Regions from separate parts of the Mus musculus genome. Here all the other regions are linked to region 5. Evidence: chromatin contacts called from public promoter capture Hi-C data. All regions are on one chromosome and are shown on one strand. The core of a region is the stretch at or near the end of the contact, and the rest is flanking DNA. Distances in the headings are between cores, read along the strand shown.

Region 1 (3,338 bases), core at 59-2,558, 1.7 Mb after region 5:
AAAACCCTCACACCACTATTCACAAGTCTCGGTTCAAGCAATTTATTTTTGGCGAGACAAATCACAGCTGTCAACGCTTTTTTTCCCACCCTACAATTACATAAATTATTCTGAAAAAAAAATATAGACATCTTCAACTTGAAGGGAATTAACTTACAAATGCCGTGTGTCGTTATGAATGGGGGTTTTTTTTTCCTTTAAAAAGTCACACGGAAGGGGGGTTAAAAATAAAAGGCAAACAAACAAACCCTGGAAGATGCAGCAGAGCCCCCTTGCTCCCGAAATAAAACTCCTGGTGGCTGTCACAGCAGTGCTACTCCCGACAGAAGTTTTCAGCTGTCACTTCTAACAGCTGAGCGCTTCCTAGGAGAGAAGCGACAGGCCGAGAAGAGAGGTGGTTGTGGGGAGTCTGAAGATTTAAGGCTTGCAATCTTACACTCCACAGGGAAACCCTTCCGCATCTCACCTGCACTAAGGGGGACACCCCAACAAGATCGGCCCTCCCCACCCCCAGCACACGCTCACACCACCCGGGCCGCACTCAAGCCCCACAGCTCCAGAAGCCGACCGCGCGCCTTTTCTCCTCGGCGCTCCAGAAACACATTGCTCCGGGGCAGCGCTCAGCTAGGGATCAGGGCGAGCCCTGCACCTGCGCGCCCCGCAGAGGCCTCACACCTAGGGCCAGGTCCGTCCGCCCGCCCGCCCGCTCCCCGACTCGGCCGCGCGGCGCCTCAGCTCCTCCCGGAGACCGCTCGCGTCCCCCCCGGGTCTCCACGCCCTCGGGCACACCAGGCTTCCCGGGCCCACGCCGCCACCCCGGCCCTGTCACCTCGCCGCTGCCCCCCCACCCCGCCGCCCATACCCCGGGGACCCCGGGCCTCACCCCCTCCTCCAGCTCATCCTCAGAGCCTGCATCTTCTGGCTGGTCCAGGTCTATGTCAAACACTCCTGCCATGTCCTCAGCTTCCCTGTGTCGGAAGTCAGGCGCTAGGTAAAAGCCGTCCCGCCTCCGTCGTCGCCTCATGGGCCCGGACCCGCCGCAGACTCCACGGCTGCTGCCGCCATCACCGGCTGCTTAAGCTCAATGCGTCTGCGCCTAGGCCCCAGACTGGCTCCTCAAGTTCAGCTCCGGCGCATGCGTACAAAGTCTTCTGAAGCCATACAGTGGGCAGCGGACATGCGTAGCATTAGCTCCCGGGGCCAGGTACTGGCAGGAGCATGCGCAGAACACCGTCCGAAGCCAAGCCGGGAAAGTACAGCTTGCGCGTTTCTGTCTAAGGCGTTTGCCGGACACGGAGCATGCGTACCATATCTGAAGTTGATAAATTGAAATTGAACATGCGTGATTAGCCTTCCTAAATAGAAGAAGGGAAACGAGGGTCGAAAAAAGACAAGCCCTCAGCAGAGCTCTTCGCATAAGGAGCGAGCGCATTTATTTGTTCTAAGTAGTTTTTTTTTTTAAAGTATTGAAAGTGAGCATGCGCGTAGTGAGAGGGTTGGTCTTCTGAAGTTTGAACCGAACTGAAACTGCCGGTCGCAGAGCTGTCAGTGAGTGTGGGGTTACCGGGGAGCTGATAGGGAAGAAAGGCAAAGAGAGACTCTTGTCTTTGCTATTTGCTAATTCAGTGGCTTGGAAAAGTTACATAACCCTTCGGTAACTCAATTTCCTTAACTGTAAAGTGAGAATAGAATTACCTACAATGCAGTCTTAGACGTTAAGTTGAAAATCTGGTTCACAAGCCTCTGCTCCTTTCCGGGGCTACATAGACTTGATGTGAAGCACTTATCAAAAATACTCTTTTTAAAATAGTCCCTGTTCTCCGAGAGGCTGAGGCAGAAGGATCATGTGTTTCAAGTCAGCCCAGACTAATTAGACAGTTTCAGGCGTAACTGGGCTACATAGAGAGATGTTGTCTAAAAACAAACAACGTCGTTTAAAAATAATAAAGATTTAGTTTCATATTTTATCTGGTCTTTCTCTAAGCTCCAACTTTGTTTTTCTTTCTTTTCTTTCCGAGACACGATCTCGCTATGTAGCTCTGGCTGTCCTGGAACGCACTGTGTAGGTGCAAACTCACAGAGATCGGTCTGCCTCAGCCTCCCAAGTGTTGTTGGGTTGAAAGGCTTGCACCACTATGCCTGGATCCAACTTTATGCTAGTTGGTTTGGTTTTTGGTTTTCAGAGACAGGATTTCTTTATGTGGCCCTGGCTGTCCTGGAACTCTCTGTGTCCTCAAACTCAGAGATCTGCCTACCTCTGTCTCTTGAGTACTGGAATTAAAGGTATAGCCACCATGACTGGGCTTATTGATCTTAACTGTGCTTTCCGGGCCAGAAGACGGTTGGTGAGAAAACAGAAAATTAATGTTATTGAATGTTCTATTGTTGAGCTAACTTCTGATGTCCATGTAGTGTGAAATGTATACAAAGAATTCCTTCAGGATCATATTTCCTTTAGATTATTTATGTGTGTGAGTATATATGCACATGTGTGTGAATGTGAGCACTTATGCAAATGCACAGGAGATGAGGGCATCCAGCTCTCTCTCTCTCTCTCCCTCTCTCTCTCTCTCTCTCTGAACTTGGGGCTGAGTTTTCTCAACCAAGTGGAAGCTATCCACAGTGGTCCTTCTGTCCGCACTGGACTTGCCTCTGTAACTACAGGCCTGCACAGGACTCCTGGCTTGCTATGTGGGTGCTGCTTCTAGGCTCCGGTCCCCGTGGCTACACAGCCCCCACAACCAACACTTTTGTTATGGTTTATTTGTTTTCTTTTAAAAGTGTACTTGGGACAACAGTGAATGTGAATCATATTTTGGAAACCATTGAATTGTATGTGAATGAATTTGGGCCAGTGAACCCTAAATCCCCCAAATTATAGAGTGAGGGAATTTCTTGAAATGACTAGATTCTTAGATGGGGACAGGAAATTTGAGGAAAAAGGTGTGTTATTCCAAAATTTCACTGAGGTCTCACCATCTGAGAATCGGGATTCTAGTTCAGAGGACTGGGGAAGATGGCTCAGGGACAAAGTACTCGCAATGCAAGCCTGAGGGTCTGAATATGAATCTCCAGAACCCATGTTAAACCAGATGTGTTAGCACATCCCAACACTCCTATGGAAAGATGGGGAGTGGAGACAGGATATTCCCTAGAATCATGGGTCAGCTAGTCTAATGCACAGCTGCAAACAACAGAAGAGAGGCCCATCTTCAGACCTGGTAGAAAGCAAGGACCACACACATACATACACACAAAATTTTCTGTGAAAGTTGCCTATTAGAGACAACATTTCTTTTTTTGTTTGGTTGGTTTTGTTTTGTTTTGTTTTTTTCGAG
Region 2 (3,520 bases), core at 501-3,000, 1.6 Mb after region 5:
AAATACATAAAAAAATAAAATGGGAATTTGAACATTAGGTATATTAAGTTTACAAACTGTTGTTCTGCTGTCGTTGGGGCGTGATTATGTGACATTTCATGATTTTCCTGCTGCCTAAATTTGCATTTATGTTATTTTTTGAGATTTAGAGTTTTACTCTGGGGCTGGTGAGATGGCTCAGTGGGTAAGAGCACCCGACTGCTCTTCCGAAGGTCCAGAGTTCAAATCCCAGCAACCACGTGGTGGCTCACAACCATCTGTAACAAGATCTGATGCCCTCTTCTGGAGTGTCTGAAGACAGCTACAGTGTACTTACATATAATAAATAAATAAATCTTTAAAAAAAAAAAAAAAGAGTTTTACTCTGTATCATAGATTGGCCTGGAACTCACAGCATCTTTCTGTCTTAGTCTTCAAAATTCTAGGATTACAATCATGAGCCACTAATGCTTATCATACGTTCATTTTAGTTTAAAATAAAACTACTCACATAGGATCTCTGCTGTGCACAAAATTTGCAGTCTCAGTTGGCTCCCTGGAACCCAAATAAAGGTAGGAGAGAAAATTTCCCAAAAGTGTCCTCTGTCGTACCAGTTCAGGCACTACCTGTCACCATCACGCACAGGCACAAATAGGCCTGTTCTACTTGGGACCAAGTCTTAAAAAAAGAGAGTGCTAATGTGCTGGTCACAGAGAGAAGCAGATCCAAAAGAGCATTGGGATTTTTTAAAGTGCTTTTTGACTTGAGAGAAATTTAAGAATAGTCTCAAGATGAATGAAGGGCTGAGGCTAAAACCAGTAGATTCAGTTATACTACTATGAAAGGAAGACAAAATTTCATGGCTAAGGAGATTTTGACAAGGTATTTGAAAGGTTTAAGTCAGGTAGAAAGACAAAATTACTGGACACGTAACTCAGAAGTGTCTCTGCAAAAAGCCAAGTGTGTGCAAAACGCCAGACTTTTGCCTAGTCACGTCAGCCTCCGATGAAATACTTAATTTCAAGAATCATAGGAATCCTGTTATACATATGATGTCCTAGATTTTCCAGAACTGTGTTTTTTTTTTTTTTCCTTGTAGTATCTTTTTTCCCCTTTAGTAGCCTTTATTTTAGAAGTCGAGTTCCCTGCTCGCCAACACGGGGTTTTCTAAATCTACTTCCAGGGCCTCACAAACTTCCTGGCGCGTCTGATATCCAGTTCTGGCACCCGGTTCTGGCACGAACTAGGGCACACTGTTCAACTTCAGGCTTGGAACCCGAATCCAGGTCACACAACCTCTCTGCCCAGGCAGCCCAGCGGGTCTGGCGTAGCTAGCAACACGCAGCCGGAAGCCAGATCGCGGCTCCCGGTACGCAGCCCGCTGCCGAGCAGGTTCCTGGACCTACCCATTTTCAACCTCAAGTACTGAAGGACTCCGAAGCGTGTGACTGATCACTAATACACGCAAGACGTGACAGCCACGCAGACTTAATTAGCACACACGTCCGCCACTACGCCACTCGTATAACATCACCAACAGGGCCACAGGGCGACAGGGCGGGTCTACGATGTTCAGGGCGGGGCCTAGATGCGCCCTCCTCCTCCTCCTCCCAGTGAAGGCGGGGCTAGGGACTCGGGACAGGGCCTAAAGGTTCCCTTCTCTGCTGGGAAGGGCGGGGCCGGGATGAGCGCGGGGCGGGGCCTAGAGGCTCCTTCTTCCACTGGGCGAGGGCGTGGCCCGGCGAAGGCGGGCCGCGCGTGACGACGTCTAGGGAGCGCGCGCGCCGCCGCGGGGCCAGGCCGAGCGCTGCTGGTGGCGTCCGAGGCTGAAGGCTTGGCGAGAAGGGCTTGCGGCCGCGTGTCGGGCTGTTGGTATTGTGGCTGCCGAGGCCGCCCGCTCCTGGTCATGAGAGGTCAGGCCTGGGGAAGGGGGTGAGGCGGAGGGTTTCCGGGGAGAAGAGCCGAAGCTCGGACGTGGGTGGAGAACTCTGTCCTCGCGGATTCCGGAAGAGTTGGCGTTGACTTTTCTTTCTCCCTTTCCCCTTTTCTTGTTTATGTATGAAGGAGGGCAGGTTTTGTGTTTCTTTTTTAATAGCAGAGACACAAACTGTCCTGTCCCAAGTCGCTCTTCAGAGAGTGAGGCGATAGAGCCGCTGTGGCTTCCGAGCCTCTTCGAAACGTCACACAGTAACTGCACGGTTTCAGCCAGCCAGCCTCCGCCGCAGCTAGCTCCATCGCGGGGGAAACGGGAGAGGCCCGGCGGTGGGCTCTGCGTTTCGTCGGGCGACAGCACGATTCTGGCACCCTGGTCCGAGATCCACACTGGATCACGTAGGGATCTTGCCCTGCCCACAGCCTCTCTTCTGACACCCCTAACCAAGCCGATGGTGGCATTTTTATTCGGGAGGCTAACTCCTTATTTAGACTAAAGCATCACTTAGCAATTACGTGATGACTCCCCCTAAGGGTCCTCTTTCAAAGGCATTTGACTAACATTCTTTTGGAAGGAGAAGCAATATTCTCGGTGGCACCATTAATTACTGAAAACCTTATTAGCTTTGTGGAAGCTGTTTCAGCATAAAATGAAGTGTTTATTATCTTTGTTGATGCTTAATTAAGGCACTGATTTTTTTCCTTCTAAACATTAATGAATCTGTAAAAAAAAATCTATTGTATTTATTTAGTGTGTGTGTCAGAGGACTTGTGGGAGTCAGTTCATTGCTTCCACCATATGAGTTTAGGGGATTTAACTCAAATTAAAGGTCTTGACTTACCCAGCCATCTCACCCACCCTTAGCAAACTTCCTGATGTGGACTCTGCCTCAGAGTACATGAGCCAACTTATTCAGCATTAGTGCTGCTATTCACTGTGGTATCTGCTGGGCACCCCTTTGACTCTTTGCTGATGTCTTTTGGCACATTTGAAAAATCAAGACATCTGCAGTGCTTTGTACTTTAAGTAGCCCCTGGTTCAAAACTCTTGGTTTGCCAAGTTGGACTTCGAGGTTGGAGTGGGGCAGGGCAGCAGAGCTTTGACAGTTGCAAAGATTGAAGGACCTGAAACTTGTCTGTGACTGTCAACTGCCCCTTTAGTGAACAAAGGACACCTAATGAACCGATGCACTGCTTGTGATTAACTTAGAATGCTTTCTGCTCTTTGATTTTACTTTTAAGGAGAAAGAGTCCTGAAGCAAAGACATTTTAGAGAGAAAATACTCAAGGGCCATGCAAGCCAGCTGTAACCAACTGCATGATCCTCCGGGCACTGCACATGAAGATGCTGCAGCCTCCCCGTGTGGTCATTCAAGATCAACAGAAGGTTCCCTTCACCCTGGGGATGTACATATCCAAATAAACTCCGGACCAAAAGAATATTCTGAAAATCCAAGCTCTAGAAATCCCAGGTCAGGCGTCTGTACTTGTGCCCATGGATGTGTGCATGGTCGTTTCCGGAGTTACTCCCACAGTGAAGCAAGACCACCTGATGACTTTGCTACAGAGTCTGGGGAACATGGAAGTGGCTCCTTCTCAGAATTCCGC
Region 3 (3,421 bases), core at 227-2,726, 1.4 Mb before region 5:
TCCAGTGCACTGCGATCTCTCTCACTAGCATTATTATTAAGCCACTCAAGTGATCTTCCTGCTTAAAATATTTTGTTTTAAGACAAAAATAAAAAAGGCCCTCTGCAGTCCTGTGTGTCCTGGAACTCACTATGTATACCAGTTTGGCCTCAAATTCAGAGGTCCTCCTGATTCCACTTTCTAGTACTGGGCCATGCTACCTCAATTGGTTTTAAAAATTATCAGTGCTGGGAATTGAGCCCAGGGACTCAAGCATGTTAGGCCAGGCTTGGATCACTGAGCAAAATTCTTAGTCTCGCTTCTCTCTCCCACTTTTAGGCACCTCGCAACTCCAACCTATTCTTCATTCTACAGCTGGAAAATACATATCTAATCTCCACCTTTTGAAGTTCTCTAGTGGGTGGATCCACCACCTTCAGGACAAAGTTCAAACTAAGAGGCCTCAGCTATATACCCTCCTACTTTTCTGGCAAGTTCAACTTTTCTCCCCTGGAGGCTACACTTCAAACATATCAAATTACTTGTTCTACACCAAGTCTGGACAGATCTTTTGCCCAATTCAACTTGAATAACTCATCACCCAGGTCTTCGTTCAGGTGTCACTCACTCGGGGAAATGTCCTTGCAGATTCTCGAGTTTTCCAAGCCCTTTTCCCAACTGAGCTTACTCTACGGCTTTCCGGTAAAACCCCTTAGCAACAGGGTCTGGTTACCAGGCTTCAAAATTCCACCTTTGCCCTTGGTTAGCCTCAGGCTATCCGGCTGTATCCGCAACTGGGGGAAACTATTTCATCAGTCTGTTGTGCGAATTAAATGAGATGATGTAAGGCGCTGACAATTTAAGAGTTAGCTGTTACAGAGGACTAAGAAAGATCCATTCCCGTGTCTCCTTATTCCCGGAGCCAGTTATGCGCGTGACTTAGACTGAAGTCACATTTTTGTTCTGGTCTCACTTCGATTTTTTTATTGGACAAGGTGGTTATAACAGCCCCGGAGGCGATCAGGTATGGAGCTTGTCACGACTTTCGTTCCGCTCGCTGCCCAGACTCGGGACGCCCCCAAGTGGTTCAAGTTCTGCAGCAAGAGCCCGAGCGAGGCCGACCACACCATTCCCGATTTTAAAGGAAGAATCGACTTTCCCAGGCATTAAGTTCTTATTTATAAAAGGGGAGCCTCGTCTTTCGCTTCATAGCTTCAAAGTCTACCAGACCCGGTAAAACTAGAACTGGGGTTGTGAATGGGGCGGAGCGAGCTGGCTCGCTTTCCTCCCCTAGCCCCAGGAGGGCATTGGTACTTTCCTCTCTCAATTCCCTCTCAATAATGGTACGGTCGCGGAGGGGAGATCCGGGAGGACTCTAAGGCTCGGCGGAACGGAGTGGCGTGGAATCACCCCTCCGGCTTCGGCGCAGTGGTATCGCCTGCCGCGCGCTGATTGGCTGCCGAGGGCCCGCAGTCGGCCTCAGCCCGCCGCGCCGCCCTCAGAGCAGCTCCAGCAGCCGCGCCGCCTGGCTTTTCGTTTTCCTTGTTCTCCGCGGGCCGTGGCGGGGCTCCGCGCCGCGGCTGTTAGTCATGTCGGGTAGGTGACTCCGTCAGCGAGCAGCGGCAGCGGCGAGAAGGGGTCCGGTGGGTTCTGGCCGTCTTCCCGCCCACCGGAGGGCCGCGAGGGAAAGACTCCGGCCTGAGGGAGGCTGGGGTGGGGGGAGGGAGGGGGGCGGCCGCGTCGCCGCCATGTTGGACCGGAGGCACGCACGCTCCCAACGCTCCCTGGCTACAAATCACGGCGGGAGCGCCCCGGAGCTCTTTTGATCCTGCCCTTGGAACCTGGGGAGATGAGCAGCTCCCCGGGGAGGGTGTGTGTGAGTTGGGGGGGGGGCGGAGGCCCGTCTACGCCATCGTAAGGGCGGGGGGAGCCGAGATCTGAGCATCAGCCTGAGGACTGGGGGCTTCGGGTCCTCCGCGCCGACTCAGATCTCTCAGCGAGGCCTCCGGCCGGTCGTCTCGCCACCTCGTTCCTCTGTTTCCCCATCCGAGAAGTGGAGCTGGGCCTTCCTGACTCACCCATTCATCAGGTGGGAGTCTTACGCTCTGGGAGCCCTTTTCGAAGCACTTTGCCTTACCCGAAGTCGCGCTACGGTCATTCCCTCTGCTGTAACCATTGGGGTTGCGGGGCGGTGTTTGTTTATTGGGCTTCACCTTTGTACTCCCTCCTCCACTTGTTAATCTCCTGAACTTAGAATTAAGCCTTGCCAGTTACTGACGAGCACTTTTAGGTCTTCGTGGCATTTCCCTTAAGACTTTAGAGACCAAGGACAGCGTCTTCCTCAAATTAGTATTTATAGAGGCCACTGCTGTGTGGAAGTGAGGCTTTCCCCCCTCCGGACAGGCAGTCTGGGTCCTGTTAAACCAGAACTTAAAAGTCCTCTGAATTCTAACAGTTCCAGTTGACCACATAAGGTCCTTTCTTTGGGCTACACTTACAGGTGGCAAAGACAGACCCAGAACGAGAGTTCTTTACTTCTGAGGAAAACATTGCCTAAAGCCATATGGCTGAGATGACATAATGACTTTGGTAGTTTTTCACCTACTTATGAGAGAAAGGATCTCATGAGGTATCCTTGGCTCAACTGGAACTCGATATGGAGTCCAGGCTGGCCCCAAACTCACAGATCCACCTAACCGCTGGCACTAAAGGTGTGCACCACTATGCTTGGAAGATTTGCCCTTTTATTAATTAATTGGCAATCCTTTTCTAAAGGTTTTCCCAGTCCACCTGGAGGGATGTGTATGATCAAATCTGCAATTGGAGAAGATTCAAAAGGAGCGAGAAAGACGGGACAGAGAATGATGGTCTTCCCTCAGATTAGCAATGATACTGAGGAGCTAGAAATCTCATCTTTTTGGGTAGGGTACCTGTATGGTGGAAAAAGCTAGGCTGAAGTGAAGTTAGCTCTTTTTAAATTCTGCTTTTTGTTCAAACAAGGGATTATTAGTTCCAGAGGAGAAATTGGCATATTTTTTCCAGGTAAAGGTCCAGAAAAGGATGTACAAGTGCATCCTTAGGAAGGGTATATGTAGGTTAACCGTGACTTAGAAAATTAAATAGCTCTCTTCATGTAGGAATTACCAAGATTCAGTGTAAGCAGTGCTCAGGGATTGTTTGGGACAGGATCTTCCAGTGTGTCCTAGGCTGGCTTTGAACTCATCATCTTTTAACAGCTTCCTGAGTGGCATTGCAAGCTTGCTACATTTGGTCCACACTGTTGGTTTTTTATTGTAATTATTTATATAAGACAATGACATTTTTATAGGACTGAGTAATTTCAATGAAAGATTTAAATTTAAAGGCTTAAGTTAGGATTTTTTTCTTACTGTTATATACAACTTAATATGTTTTGTGATGTATATGAAATACCTTGACTTTT
Region 4 (3,293 bases), core at 619-3,118, 1.8 Mb after region 5:
TGGTCTACAGAGTGAGTTCCTGGACACCAGGGGCTACACAGAGTAACCCTGTCTCAAAACAACAACAAACAAACAAACAAACAAACAAACAGAAAAAAGAAAGAAGAAAAAAATTGTTGGAAAAGTAAAAAAACAACTACAAAAAGCAAGCAAGCAAACAAACCAGGGATAACACACCAAACAGCAGATAAGAAAGGATTTAGCTGGGTTCAAGGCCAGCCTGGTCTACAGAGCAGGCTGTCTTCCAGAACAGCCAGGGCTACAGAGAAACCCTGCCTCAAAAAAACAAAACAAACAAACAAATAAACAAACCCAAAACAAAACAAAACTGACAAGTGTAAAACAGTTCAAGAACTCAAAACTAAAAACAATAGGAAACAAACAGATTTAAACTAGCTGTAGGTAAATTGGGAAACAGCACCAAACCATTTGCCAGCTTAGTTCAGATATGTGGCTATTTTCTTCTGGAATGCGTGCCTCAGGGATTTAATTGTATTGTTAAATGTATCCAAGGATAAACCCCTTAAAATGCATCTGTGTTTTAGATAACCTAGGCAAATAAGTTAAGCAGAAGAGATTCCCACTTCAGAATCACTTTGCATCTACTCCAACTGATCATGTGTCTGGTACGCCAGCATCTTTCTCCCAAAGGTCAACAAAAACATCACCTCCAATACAAAAATACAGCGTAGTAAATAAGCTTCTTCCCTAAAATCAGACCCAAGGACAACACAATTCTCAGACAATAACAGCTGGAATATAGCCGGACCCAGCACTCGGGAGGCAGAGGCAGGTGGACCTGGTCTACAGAGCAAGTTCCAGAACAGCCGGGGCTACACAGAGAAACCCCATCTCAAAAAATGAACTAAAACAGTTGGAATTAAATTCTTCATTAGGCCAAGAGAAACACTGGAAAAGGTTCTCTAAATGATCAATCTGTCTACGAAACCTCTCACAAGCGTCAAGAAAGAACTGAAAGGTAAGGAATGACATTGCCAATAGACACATACACAGCCGATCTATGCATTCCTGGATTCTTTGCTGGAGTAGAAAAGCAAAAGATGTTTACATAAAATCAACTGGAGGTCATAAGCAACCCATAGCTGCCTAACCCGCTAAGCCCATACACTGTTTGGAATCGTAAAGACCTTTAAGTCCCTATCTTGCTGCAAGTACTTCCACTGCGGGGAAATAAAAATGTTGGGGATCAAGGTTTTGGAAAAAGCGGAGAGCCCTCTTTTTTTTTTTTTTTTTTTTTTTTTTAAATGACAGTCCTAGGAAAAGCTGAGTGGGTCCACAGCAATAACTCTGAGAGGTAATGACCCCTTCCTTTGACTACTCTGCACTGTCGGTACACCCGAATACCTTCGTTTCTCGGAGATATACTTAGCATACTGCGCTAGTGGCCCGGGAGGAGAAAAACCCATTGAAAGGTCCTGAGAATCAGCAGCAGCGAAGACCCTCTTCATTTAACCCAAGGCTCTGGACAGCTCGGGAGTGAGGTTCTCTGAGAAAGCCAAAGCCGGCTTCCAGGTCTGGAACGAACTGTCGCGAGTGTCTGGGTTCAATGTCCCGGTAACCAAGCGCGGAGAGGTGTCCCACATAACCTGGCCACCGCCAGCTGACACAGCCAGTCAGCAGTGACCTGAGCCATCTCAAGTGGAAACCAGCGTGTTCTGCGTCTGCATCACCCAAGTGCGGGAGCTGCGGAAGCGGCCGAGCTGTGGGAAAGCTCGGCTTGGGCTCCGGACTCCCCGCTTTCGCTCACCTACCCGCTCAGACCCCGGCTTCTCCGGATCGCAGGATCCTGGAAGCGGCTCACAACACCGACTCTCACACCCGCCGCTGGGCTCCAGCCAACCGGAACTCGCTCGCGTCACTTCCGGTCCGGCTCCTTTAAGGAGCCCGCCTCCAAAAGAGAAACGTTCCCCCACCCCCACCCCCTCCTTTCGGCCACCGGGAGGTTCCTCGCGGGATTTCGGTTCGGCTTTCTCGGTTCGGGCTCTGTGGGTGTGACAAGAAGAAGGATGACTGCGCTTCGTAGTTTCTGATCCGGAACTAGTTTTTCAGGAAACCCGGAAGGAGTAGGTGGCGCGCGCGAAGCGTGTTCCTTGTTCTGGCTTGGAGACCTGCGAGGTGAGCGAGACGAGCTCCAGGTAAGTCTCGACTCCTTCTAGGACGGTGCAGAGGAGTGTAGTTCTTAATGGCTCTACTGAAAAGCATCTTATCATCTTACCCCACGGTCGGCCTCCCCCTAGCTACTTCATAAATTGTCTTCCGCCCCGTGGCTGCTGCCTGCCTTGCCTACTCTGCAAACCTTTGGAAGAAGCCAAGATAGAACCCAGAATTTTAGTCGCTGGCAACACCTCCTCTTAGAGGTGGCATTGATACGCTACCCTAGCGTGAAAAAAATGGAGAACAGGCCTCACACTATACATTTTAAATATCCGTCTTCGAATTGTTGAGCCCAGCTTGGAAAAGGAAAAGAATTCTAAAGATGGATTCAAAAGTATTTTTATTTATTGGTATTGCGGTGCATGCACGTTGTGCATGGTGAGCAAAGCGCTCTACTCTGAAGCTATTGTTAATCTCATGGATTCGAAGTGGAAGACCACTGACCCAAATCATGGCCAGATTAATTAAAGCAAACTTTTTATTATTATTATTCGTTTACACGGACTATTTCTCCCAAAAGGCAGTGTTCAAGAGATCAGCACTGGACATGGGGAAAATAAGGATTTTTATAGTTCAGGAGTATTGGTTTCCAAATGGGGGATTTGGCATATAAACAGTGTTAATAGCAGCGGAAAGTGAACATAAGTTGGTCATAACAACCCTCTGAAGTAAGACATGGTTGCAAGGTGGTCAGTAATAGCCTTTGGAAACAAAGGCATAGTTGCCGTTTCCAGGAAAAGGCAGATCAAGAATATTTAGCCATATGTTGCTCTGTGACACTAATCTCTACCACATTGGACAGCATAGGGACAGACAGAAGGGCCAACTATGTACGTGTGTGTAATATTATCCATATTTCCAGGCAAATAGGTAGTTTTGCTTAGGAGACTGCAAACTGTGAGAAAGGTCAGGTGAGCAGTGGGTGGAAGTTGAGTTAAATAACTCAGAGGAAGGTTTAAAGTTTTAAAAGTCAGCAGGGAGTGGTGCACAAAACTCAAGAATGAAACACAAAAAGAAAGAACTGTGGTAGCAATGACAGCCTGTCTGGTTCTTTAGCAGTTTGGATAGAATAGTATATTACCCATCCTGTAATAGACGCTATGTAGAGACGTTAACTT
Region 5 (3,482 bases), core at 905-3,404:
TCTTCCCGCTTCCCTCCCAACAGGTGCTTTGTTCTATATCCTCCCTTTAACTGGGATTGAGAAATCTTGAAAGAAGCTTGTGTCCCTACATACAGCATAGCTGTAGGTGAATTTTTGATAATACTCATTAACAGCATTCAATGACAGTTCACAAGTTTTCAAGACAAACTAACAAAATTAATTCCTTAGTGGCCAAAAGTCATTCCTAAGCAAGGAAAAATTATACCTATTATTTGAAGTTATTTAAATAAGCTTAAATTGTCTTTGTAATGAGTCTGTAATAAAAGCAAAATTCAGACACCCAGTACAAGGCAAAAGCAGGTGACACTAAACCATAATGTAAGTTTATCTATGAAAAAAACTGGAAACTCACATCATCAAGAATGTAACATACTGTTCACTTAAAAGTGCTTTATGAAGTATTGACTAATGTGCTACATTCACATTAAAGGTGGTTATGTGAAAGGAGAGTATAAGTTATCTTAAAATTTGTAAATAGACAAAATTTAAAATGGTTTTCTGTTTTCATATTATATACTAATAAAAAAATTAACCCAAACCTCAGGATTAAGGGGGAAAAATGCACTACAAAAAAGGTTGTTATCAAACTGTGTTTTTTTAAGGTTTTATGGTGAAGGGGACAGAAGGTAATAACAAATGAACTATGACCAAGCACTATCATACTGAGAAAAAAATCATTTAACTGGTTTCTAGCTTGTTTTTTTAAAACTATTTTTAATATAAGCCCATTAAAATTAAAATTCAAGAAAATAAGAAACCATAACCAATACATACAAGTAATTTCTAATATAAATTCTACTTTATGTCAAATCATTAGACTATTTTTTTAAAGCATGCTTTCCATTGCAAAGTTCCATCGAAGTGAACCAGTCAATAGCTTCCCTAATTTTTTAAAAGTACTGAAGCTCTTGAGACTGGCAAAAAGGCTCAGACTGGCATCTCCACAATGACTTGCATTTTACATAAAATGCTAAAACCTTCAGTACATAACTACACTTTTTTTTTTTTCAGGAAGATAACCGATCTGCCTTTGAGTGGAAAAAAAGTCAAAGGCTGGAAGACTTATCTACATCAGATCACAATGGGCGAGTGCAAAATCCAGGAGCGTCAGCATCAAAATGAAGATTTCAAAACTTGTTCGGAGAAGGTTCATTTAACTGTGGTAAGCAACTGCATTTACTTCCTGCTCAGAATCAACTCAAATTTCTGCCATTTCCTTTTAAAGGAAACAGTACTACAACACCGGGTAGAGGGGTCGGCAAAGGTATACCAACACCAAGTCTTAAAACAACCATCTTCCCACGTTTGTGTTTTTCTATCCACAATGAGCAGTCAGTTCTTCATACTACTTTACAGTCAATAACTTGGTCTTGGGCTACTTGTAAACCAAAAAAATGCCACGAAGGCCCATTTTGAAGAGTCATGGCTTAACCCAACCATTTCAAGAATTATAATGTACTAGGCAATGTGAGACGTATTAGGAAATCAAATCATTTAGGTGGAATCTTCGCTGTGCAAGAGAATGTCACTCTGCCCTCAGTAATTACACTTATGTAGAGATAGCTACAGTGTTCAAACGGGAAACACACAGGTAACAATGCAGCTGCGACATTTTCAACTAATTGAGCCTCCCGGAGGGTAAGTGCTTTCTGGAGAGGACAGGCCCTAAACGCCCCAGCTCCTTCAACCCTTCTCCCCGGCGCGTGCTTAGGCAAACAGCGTCTCAAAGGCAGGCCTAAAGGCCAAAGGTTCGGAGAGGGAGGAAGACCCGAGCAGGGGACCTCCAAGTGCCTTCGGGGCGCTGGATCTGGGGCCTGCCAAGGGTACCGAGAGGCCCCGCTGCAATGGCGAGTTCGTGGGGCCCATCGGAGAGGCGGCCTCGCCTAGGAGTTGCAACACACTCTTTCTCCAGTGCGCAGCGCTCGGCCTGGGGGAGGGGAAACAGCTGCCAGGCCGGGGAGCAGCGGGCCCATCCCGGCCCGGCCCGCTCAGCCCGCTCGCTCACCGTCAGGGTGTCGTCTATGTAGAGGGGGATCTGCCTCCTCTCGAAGGGGAACTCCTCCTCCCCGTCCCTGCACACTGCCACCAGTCGCGCCATCGTCCCCGACGCTGCCGTTGCCACCGTCACCACCTCCTCCCAGCTGCTGCCGCCGCCGCTGCTCCTGCCGCCGCCGCTGCTGCTGCCTCCTCCCAGCTCCTGCCTGCAACAGCCAAACCCCGCGAGCGTAAGCACCCGCCACCTCGCAGCACATTCGCCACGGGTGAAAGGGGTGGGGGGGCGCGGAGCGAGAGAGGACAGGAGAGCCGCGCTGCGTTTCCCATCACCCGATTCCACACGCGCTCAGCCAATCAGCGCCCCGCAGCGCCGGGACCCGCCCCCTCGCGCCGCCTGCCCTCCCCCACCCAGACCCCCCCTCCCCACCCACCCACCCCCCCCCCCCCCGCCCGCCGGCCTCCAGTCAGGGTCCAAAGGAGAGGCGGAAAAGGACCTGCTGGCCCCGGGACATCCCCGCCCAGCTCGGGAGTCCGGGCTCCAGAAGCCCATCCCCGCCTCGGCTACACAGCCCAAGCCCGCACCCCCTGCCGCTGACCCCTTCTCTCCTGGCTGAGCGCCCCGCCCAGGGTGGCCCCCTAGGCTGCAGTTGCCCGGCGCCACCCCGCCCCTGGGAGGGGTCGACCCTGCCTCGGCTCTGCAGAGTTGGGGTGGGGGCGAGCTCAGACCCCAGTCCTCACCCGGGTCGGAGAGAGAGAGCTCTCGGTTCTGACCTTCACTGACTTCGAGGACGCCTCCCTGACCCCCACCTCTGCTCCCCGTTACCGGCTGACGAGGCCCGCGTCAGGGCCGGCCTGGGCGGGAGCGCGGCTGCGATTGCCGTTTCCTCTCCAGGCTCAGTCAGCCGCTCGCGCCACGGGGAGTGTGGGAGGGAGGGCGGGGGACGTGGGGAGGGTGGGGCCGGGGAGGGGGGGCCGCGAACTCCAGGCGGGGCCTGCCTCTTCTCGCGAGACCGCGGCCGCCTCGCTCGTGTCCCGACTTTCGAAATCGGCTTGTACGGGTGGGGGGAACCCCCTGTGCTGTCGCGCTCGGCTGACCTGCGTGGTGCCCCGGATTTACCAAAACGAGCGTGAAAATAGGGCCAGTGGGGAGGCCCAGCAGGAGCAGCCGGGGTCCCTGCCAGTGACGACCCGGGATCTGCTCTCTGGAGACCGGTGGGGTGGAAAGCCCACTGGGGGGGGGGGGGAACCCAGATAAGACTTGGGTGAGCGATGAAGAGCTGGCGCTGTCGAGGTCTAGGAGAATGGACACTGCAGAGACCTTTGACCTTGTTTTCCAGGTTGCACACATGCGGACTTCCACCCCTGTAAGACTGGAGGAAAGGGCTCTGCTACCCTGACTCACCCAGAGCCGGCCGCCTTATGGGGACTGCAGCAAGATGGATGGAAAATATGTGCAGGATCTGTTG
Region 6 (3,258 bases), core at 632-3,131, 1.4 Mb after region 5:
GGGGGAGTGGGGAGCAACGTAATTTTAAAAGCTCAGTCATTCCCATAAAACCTTCCACTCTAGAAGACTTTCTCCTCCTCAGTCCCCACTCAGAGTAACTGACCTAATATGTAGCTAATCTTCTCTGAGCAACATTTTATAACACAGAAAGCAGCTCTTAGGAATTTAACTAGAAAAGACCTCTGTCAAATGCTTCTCAGACATTACTCTCCCTTTGCTGGGGGAGCTCTGACAGACCTGAGCATCATTACAACCCCCTCCTCTGGAATATCAAGTAACTCCCAAGTCCTAACACACAAGTGAACTTTACCTAAGCTGCTGTTCTTTGCTGGCATCTTGTTCTAGAGCGTGGAAGTCCACAGACAACAGTGCAACAATGGAGTTGACAGCTTCCACTCCAGACAGGAGGCGAAGTATAAGTTTCTTATCCTGTGCCCAACTTTGGCTCTGGTCAGCAGGAGCACAAAGTGCCATCCTCACCAGGCAGGGCAAGAGGAGTCTTAATTCCGGATCACTTAAGGACGCCAGGCGGACAACATCCACCTTCTGCATAGCTTCAAAAGCAAAAGGGCTGACAAACTGCAGGCCTGTACCCTCGGGCGTCATCGCTCTCGATCCTAAGGAGTCCAAAACAACAAAATGAAAATCGGTATCTACTTCCCACATATATGACAACCTTCTTTAAAATCTAACAAAGTATACTAAATACTTAGTAGGTCCTTGCATTGGCAATGTTGTTGGCACAATTAAAGCTCAGGTTTCTGTCTCTATGTTTCTACTGACATCTGGAAGATAAGAAGGAAAACTGCAGATTAATGTTTCTTCTCAATTTAGAGATCATTTGCTCTAATACTTTGTGTCCCAGTGAACCCTCCTACCCTGAACACAGCCAAGACTTCCCTCATTATGCCCATTACATGAGTTCCATGAAATATGGAGAGAAAATGAACGGCTGCAGCCAGATCTCTTTCATTTTACAAGCCTACCAGATAAATATAAATATCAGTTGGGCTTCTCTTTCTACCTCCCAACTACATGGAAACACTGGTAAATCATCTCACGGGCCAAAAGTAATGTCAGAGGCATGGTTCTGAAAGCCACAACGCTATTCCGTACCCCTATTGTTATAGAGGTAGATGTGTATGTACAGTCAGCTGAAGGAGTTAAAGAGAGTCTCACTTGGGCACTGTGGTTTTGAGTAAATTTTCAAAAGGTAGCAGAAAAGAGAGGTGACATGGAACAGTTAACAGAGACCACTCAGTCTTAAGACCTACTCCCTAGCAGAGCTGTGGACAAAGAATCGTAGGCAGAAATGCTGCTGTTTCAATAGTAAGCGCTGGTCTTTTAACAGTAGAGTAAGCTCAAGGCAGAGGTGACAGGACTCAGGGGTCTCTGCCAGGCAGCAATGAGAATCGAGTGACCCGGGCTGCGAAGAGTCAGGCGGACTTCAGACAAAGCGGCACTTGGGCCCGAGAAGCCGACGCTTCATACCTTAAGATCAACCCTCCAGCCTCAAGGGACCCACTCGGATTCCGCCTCCGAGAGCCAGACGAGGCAGAAATGGAGAGCGCGGTCCGAAGTTGGGCCTAGGTGATTATCCAGATCCCCAAACCCCGGCAATGCCCGGAGTCGACTCAGGCACCAAGAACTCTGACGCTGGCACCAACAGTGCCGTCGACAGAGCGAGAATCAGAATGGGGACACTGCAAAAAAAAAAAAAAAAGTAAAAAGGAAAGGGAAAAAAAAGGGAGAAGCAACCAGGAGAGAGGGGAAAGCAGAGACTTAGTTCAACCTGCACCCTGCACCTCCATTCATCCCAAGCTTCTGGCACGCGCCGGCCACCGTACAGCACTGAGAAGACGTCGGCGGCGATAAGAAAAGCCAGCTTAGGGCCGCTCTGCGCATGCGCAGGCCCGCCCCTTCCTCCGTCACCGCCCTCCCCGCTTCCGAAAGCGTGGAGTGTTACACTTTCTTGTTTTCCAGAGCTTTTCTCTTGGAACCTTGTCAGATGAGTTCCTAAACGGTCAGAGCGAAATCCCGACCCCCGAACCAATTATCGCGACATTTAAATAACAATAATGTATTAAATGGCAAAAGTTGTCCGCTCTGTTCCTCCACAGAAATTTGCCTAATGGAACCCGATTGCAGCCTCCTTTAAACCCCTGCCGGTGCGGTCTAGAAAGTTCTAGAATCCCAAGACCTGTGTGTAGGGGAATTTTAAAAGTAATGAAGCCGGGCAGTGGTGGCGCACGCCTTTAATCCCAGCACTTGGGAGGCAGAGGCAGGCGGATCTCTGAGTTCGAGGCCAGCTTGGTCTACAGAGTGAGTTCCAGGACAGCCAGGGCTACACAGAGAAACCATGTGTCGAAAAAAAAAAAAAAAAGTAATTAATCATAAGTCTATACACTAAGGCCAAAGTGTAATAACTTTTCATTATTTAGTTTTATGGTGTGTACCCAAATTATAAGCGCATGCTACCACTTCCGGCTTGCATTCGAGGTTGGTTTTGTTTTTCAGACAAGGTATATGTGGTCCTTGTTGGCCTGGAGTTCATTATGTAGACAAGGATGACTGGTACTTGACACAACCCCTCTGTCTGCCCAGGGCTCATACTAGAGGCTCTATGTTTGGTAGCTTTCTCGGGTCTCGAGGTTACAAAAATCCTATTCAAGAGTGAATTTTAGGAACGAATTCAGTGGAACCTTCTCAATATTATATGTGGCACTTGTGAAAGAAAATCAAAACTAAAGTCTCACCATCTTAAAAATTGCAAGTCTATTTATCTCATAATAAATGTTCTGGAGACAGCGCCACACTATGTAGTCCAGGCTGCTCTGAACTTCTGCTTCAGCCTTTCAAATTGTGGAATTATAGGATTGTGCCATCTTCACCAGCTTACGTTTTTTGTTGTGGTTGTTGTTCCTGGTTCACCCAAGGTTTGCATGACCTTGCGCGCGCGCGCGCGCGTTTGTGTGTGTGTGTGTGTGTGTGTGTGTGTGTGTGTGTGTGTGTGTGTGTGACATTTGTGCATGTGTTTACTTGTGAGAAAAAAGAATAACTCATGGAAGCTCATTTTCTCCTTCCACCATGTATGTCCTGGGACTTGAATTCATGTCATCTGGCTCAGCGACCAACACCTGGCATGCTGTGCCATCTGTCAAGCCTCTGAACTATTTTATTAAAATGCAGCTTTTGGGCTGGAGAGATGGCTCAGCGGTTAAGAGCACTGACTGCTCTTCCGAAGGTCCTGAGTTTAAA
Region 7 (3,254 bases), core at 107-2,606, 1.5 Mb after region 5:
TTAATGGACATGTCAAGAAAACCAGTCTAATCTGTAAGACGTAAGTGTGCTGAAGATCCCCATTTACCACATCGTGAAAGAGATTCAACAAAGGAAATTCAGTAATTCCTTATTCTAACTTAGTGACAGAAAGCATAAGGTGCCAAAAATGAAACTGCTGATACATGACTGGCAGTTTATGCTTGCCAACTAGTTATGCTCCACCCACTTAATTCACTTACCTATGATAGACTTAATATTTCTCAGAGCACACGAAAAATGAAAAAAGTCACTCTAACTTAGTCATTCAGGAAGCTCGGCTATCGTTTAATTCAGGACTAGATATTTGCAACAGTTGGTACTTTTGACAAAAGTCTTAACTCTTGAGTGTTATCCGATTTGGGCCGACCTACATACACGTACTAGAACATCCCTAATTCCAGCTGCCCCAGACTTTTCAGTTCAATAAAAGGAACAGCCAGCTCAAAACATTCTTAAAACGTAAGCAAAACAGACAAATATAGAACGTTTAGTGCGAAACCACAGTACCTCCTCCACTTGCCCCTCCACTCTCACAAAAACATAATGTTCTAATAAAAGCAAGATGGCTAGAAATTGTCAAAATGGCAAAATGTTTTCAAAGTTTAAAAAGAAAACATATGAACCGGCACACACTGTTTTTACACAAAGATCTGAAGTCACCCATAAGGACACTACCCCTGTATTAGTTTAACTTACAAAACGAAGAGGGTTTTAATACGTAAGTTTTTGGGGGGGTCCTGTTTAAGAGAAGCCCACTTACAAGGGAAAAGCGAGCTTAAAGGCAGTCGAGCAGGGGCAATCGTGGAAAGTGTGGAAAAGGGATACACTGTTCGATACAAGGGGCGGGGGGCGGGGAGGCGGGGAAGCAAGAAGCACACAAGAAAATATTACTATCCGGGCAGATAAGCAGCCCAAGTTAAGGAAAAGACTAGGATGGGGAAAAGAGTCCAAAACAAGACAGGAGGAGGAGAAAGACCGAGGGGGTGGGGGGAAAGACAAGCCTCTTCCCAGCAGAGCCCCGGTCGGTAGGTGAGCGGACGCTGCCTCCCGGGGCGGCCGCAGAGCCTCGGAGGAGGCCGACTCCGGCGGGGCCTAGCCGGGGGACACCGGCATCTGGATGCGACCCAGACCCCCTCCCCCACGGCCCAAGGGCGCACGGCGCGGCCCCCTCCCCCACCGCCCGCGGCCCCCGCACTCACCAGGCAGAAGAGGTTACAGTGACAATCTTCCAGGCTGGCCCCGTTCGACACGAAGGAGGAACTCATCGTCCCTCACAGCAGCCGCCGCCGGCGCCACAACCCACCATCCGCCATTACCGCCGCCTCCGACCAGAGAGAGAAACACAGACACCGGGGAGGGCGGGGGGCGGTGGGGAGGAGGCCGCCGGGCCGCCCGCCCTCCCCGCCGCCCCCCGGCGCCGCCGCGGCCCCCGCCGCCCGGAGGCACCCAGCCGCCCGGGGCCGAGGCCGCAGGCGGGAGGGCCGCGCCGCGCTCGGCCGGCCGCCGGGACTGCGGAGCCCGCGGACGCGCGTCCCTCTCCGGAGAGGAGGGGAAGGGATGTCTGTCCCTTCCACCAGAAAAATAAAAAAAGATTTAAAAGAAGAAAAGAGAAAAAAAAACGAAAAACAAAAAAATAATAATAACAATCAGGTACACGATAAATAGTCAGAGCCCGAGTCCGAGCGGGCCGAGCCCAGAAGCCCGGGAGGGTTCTCCGCGGCCCGGGGACGCCCGCGGAGGGGCGGGAAGGGCGAGGACCGGCAGAGCACCCCGGGCCCCCGGCCCGGCAGCGGCGATGTCCTTAAGCCCAGAGTCTCCTCAGCGGCGGAGGTGGTGGCGGCGTCTGTGGGCTCAGTCCATTCTCCGGCTGTGTCCTCGTGTTGTCCCTGGGCCAAGCCTGCCTAACGTCTGCTCTCCTGCCGCCTCACCGCCTGGACGCCGTAGTCTCCCCCATTTTGTGGGCCCAGCGGGCGGTGTTTTTCCCCCTTTAATCCGAATTCACGGGTTTTCCCTTCGCTTTAATGGCGGCCACAGGGACCAGCTCGCCCTCTCTGCTCGCCCATTGGCCGCCGCGAGGTCACGTGGGCCGGGCTCCGTAGGGAGGGGGGAGAGAGAAGGCGGTGAGGGAGGGCAGGGAAGCTTTCGGAGCCCCGGGGACCGGGCGGCCAGCTGGTGGCTACTAACATGGCGCCATCTGCTGGATGCCCCGGTTAAGATGACCCGAGTCTTGGCCCTAGCTTTCTGCTGGCTGGGGAAAGTGCAGCAGCGCAGGAAGGTTCACTTCAAAATCGAGAATTACTTGGAAATCAGTTCAAATTCTTTGGAAGAGAAAGTTGGCAAAAAAAAAAAAAAAAGAGAGAGAGAGAGAGAAAAAGAAAAAAGAAAAGAAAAAGAAAGACGTTCCAATGCATTCTCATTCACTCCATAAGGCCGCCGGGGTACATCGCAGAACTCTAGGGCTAAAGAATGAGAGCTGGATAGACACCAGCCTCGCCCTCTCTTTTTAAGTTATAATAAAGAGGTAAAAAAAATGAAACGATATGGTCTTGTGGTTAATGAACTAGAAATAAAGTCCTGCTGTTCAGGATTCGAAGCTGGAGCCAGTCTTTTACCTCTTTGTGACTCAGTTTCCTCATCTGTAAAATGAGGAAAACAAATGTTATGTTTGTTATATGATGCATGAATACAACCTGAGCACTAGCCTCGTGCCTGCGCCCGATAAGCAGTGTAAGGCATGCATTACTATACTTCCATCCTTCCTTTCTGTGGTTACTTTGAGAAACACGTGAACTCTGAGAGTGAGAATCAGGAGAACTGACCCTTTGTTGCTATAGCTGTCCAGTGCCTTAAAATGTTCTAGCACACAGTAGGTACTTGATATTTGAAAACTTAGAAATGAATAAGAAAAACCATGTATGATGTTAAATCCCTTCCCAAACAATTATTCTGGGCTGGATTACTCTTCAGTGAAGAGTTCAAAACATTTTCCATGCAAACTTTAAAAGGATTCTAGGAGGAGACGAGGGAGGAATCGGGAAAGATTAAGAGATAATGATACCAGGAGTAAAGACACAAGCTTTTAATCCCAGCTCTGGAGAGGCAGGGGGAATCTCTGAGTTTGAAGCCATTCTGGTCCACAAAGGAAGCTCCATGCTAGCCTAGGCTACATAGTAACACCCTGTCTCAAGAAGAAAAGAAGAGACAACAGTTAGGAGCTATCAGAACTTTAAGTC

The links. Promoter capture Hi-C pulls out the DNA fragments that hold promoters and counts their contacts. Capture Hi-C pulls out chosen DNA fragments and counts their contacts.
Region 1: a promoter capture Hi-C map of liver shows a contact between it and region 5, with 4 times the contacts expected there. The contact joins the promoter of Tubd1 here to the promoter of Ggnbp2os in region 5. A contact is called at or near these places in 5 of 39 promoter capture datasets (hippocampal neurons, liver, neutrophils and 1 more).
Region 2: a contact with region 5 is called in a promoter capture Hi-C map of liver, with 2.9 times the contacts expected there. The contact joins the promoter of Rnft1 here to the promoter of Ggnbp2os in region 5. A contact is called at or near these places in 2 of 39 promoter capture datasets (hippocampal neurons and liver), 2 of 115 datasets of contacts at active chromatin or transcription factors (astrocytes and cardiomyocytes) and 1 of 9 other capture datasets (liver).
Region 3: a contact with region 5 is called in a promoter capture Hi-C map of pre-B cells, with 5 times the contacts expected there. The contact joins the promoter of Taf15 here to the promoter of Ggnbp2os in region 5. A contact is called at or near these places in 6 of 39 promoter capture datasets (the 3T3-L1 cell line, cranial neural crest, frontonasal cranial neural crest and 3 more), 1 of 484 Hi-C or Micro-C datasets (CD4 T cells) and 1 of 115 datasets of contacts at active chromatin or transcription factors (extraembryonic endoderm stem cells).
Region 4: a contact with region 5 is called in a promoter capture Hi-C map of hippocampal neurons, with 8 times the contacts expected there. The contact joins the promoter of Vmp1 here to the promoter of Ggnbp2os in region 5. A contact is called at or near these places in 2 of 39 promoter capture datasets (embryonic stem cells and hippocampal neurons) and 1 of 484 Hi-C or Micro-C datasets (B cells).
Region 6: a promoter capture Hi-C map of pre-B cells shows a contact between it and region 5, with 2.9 times the contacts expected there. The contact joins the promoter of Ints2 here to the promoter of Ggnbp2os in region 5. A contact is called at or near these places in 6 of 39 promoter capture datasets (the 3T3-L1 cell line, hippocampal neurons, liver and 2 more), 1 of 484 Hi-C or Micro-C datasets (B cells) and 1 of 9 other capture datasets (adipose tissue).
Region 7: a contact with region 5 is called in a promoter capture Hi-C map of liver, with 2.5 times the contacts expected there. The contact joins the promoter of Med13 here to the promoter of Ggnbp2os in region 5. A contact is called at or near these places in 5 of 39 promoter capture datasets (cranial neural crest, hippocampal neurons, liver and 1 more), 2 of 115 datasets of contacts at active chromatin or transcription factors (astrocytes and embryonic forebrain) and 1 of 9 other capture datasets (adipose tissue).

Annotation. Positions count from the first base shown.
Region 1 is chr11:86,543,683-86,547,020 of GRCm38.p6, forward strand. It overlaps Tubd1 (tubulin, delta 1), which reads left to right and starts at 1,309. Exons shown (of 9, transcript NM_019756.3): 1 at 1,309-1,548. It overlaps Rps6kb1 (ribosomal protein S6 kinase, polypeptide 1), which reads right to left and starts at 1,125. Exons shown (of 15, transcript NM_001114334.2): 1 at 884-1,125. The coding sequence starts at 1,024.
Region 2 is chr11:86,482,907-86,486,426 of GRCm38.p6, forward strand. Rnft1 (ring finger protein, transmembrane 1) reads left to right here and starts at 1,751. Exons shown (of 9, transcript NM_029788.5): 1 at 1,751-1,893; 2 at 3,155-3,520. The coding sequence starts at 3,206.
Region 3 is chr11:83,471,632-83,475,052 of GRCm38.p6, forward strand. It overlaps Taf15 (TATA-box binding protein associated factor 15), which reads left to right and starts at 1,477. Exons shown (of 16, transcript NM_027427.3): 1 at 1,477-1,575. The coding sequence starts at 1,569.
Region 4 is chr11:86,681,968-86,685,260 of GRCm38.p6, forward strand. Vmp1 (vacuole membrane protein 1) reads right to left here and starts at 1,869. Exons shown (of 12, transcript NM_029478.6): 1 at 1,773-1,869. It overlaps Ptrh2 (peptidyl-tRNA hydrolase 2), which reads left to right and starts at 2,107. Exons shown (of 2, transcript NM_001098810.3): 1 at 2,107-2,156.
Region 5 is chr11:84,867,851-84,871,332 of GRCm38.p6, forward strand. Ggnbp2os (gametogenetin binding protein 2, opposite strand) reads left to right here and starts at 2,155. Exons shown (of 2, transcript NR_131201.1): 1 at 2,155-2,246; 2 at 3,354-3,482. Ggnbp2 (gametogenetin binding protein 2) reads right to left here and starts at 2,940. Exons shown (of 14, transcript NM_001364114.1): 1 at 2,755-2,940; 2 at 2,027-2,222. The coding sequence starts at 2,119.
Region 6 is chr11:86,255,713-86,258,970 of GRCm38.p6, forward strand. Ints2 (integrator complex subunit 2) reads right to left here and starts at 1,882. Exons shown (of 25, transcript NM_027421.3): 1 at 1,492-1,882; 2 at 311-617. The coding sequence starts at 606. All of the region lies in intron 2 of Brip1os (BRCA1 interacting protein C-terminal helicase 1, opposite strand), which reads left to right.
Region 7 is chr11:86,356,240-86,359,493 of GRCm38.p6, forward strand. Med13 (mediator complex subunit 13) reads right to left here and starts at 1,357. Exons shown (of 30, transcript NM_001080931.2): 1 at 1,221-1,357. The coding sequence starts at 1,286.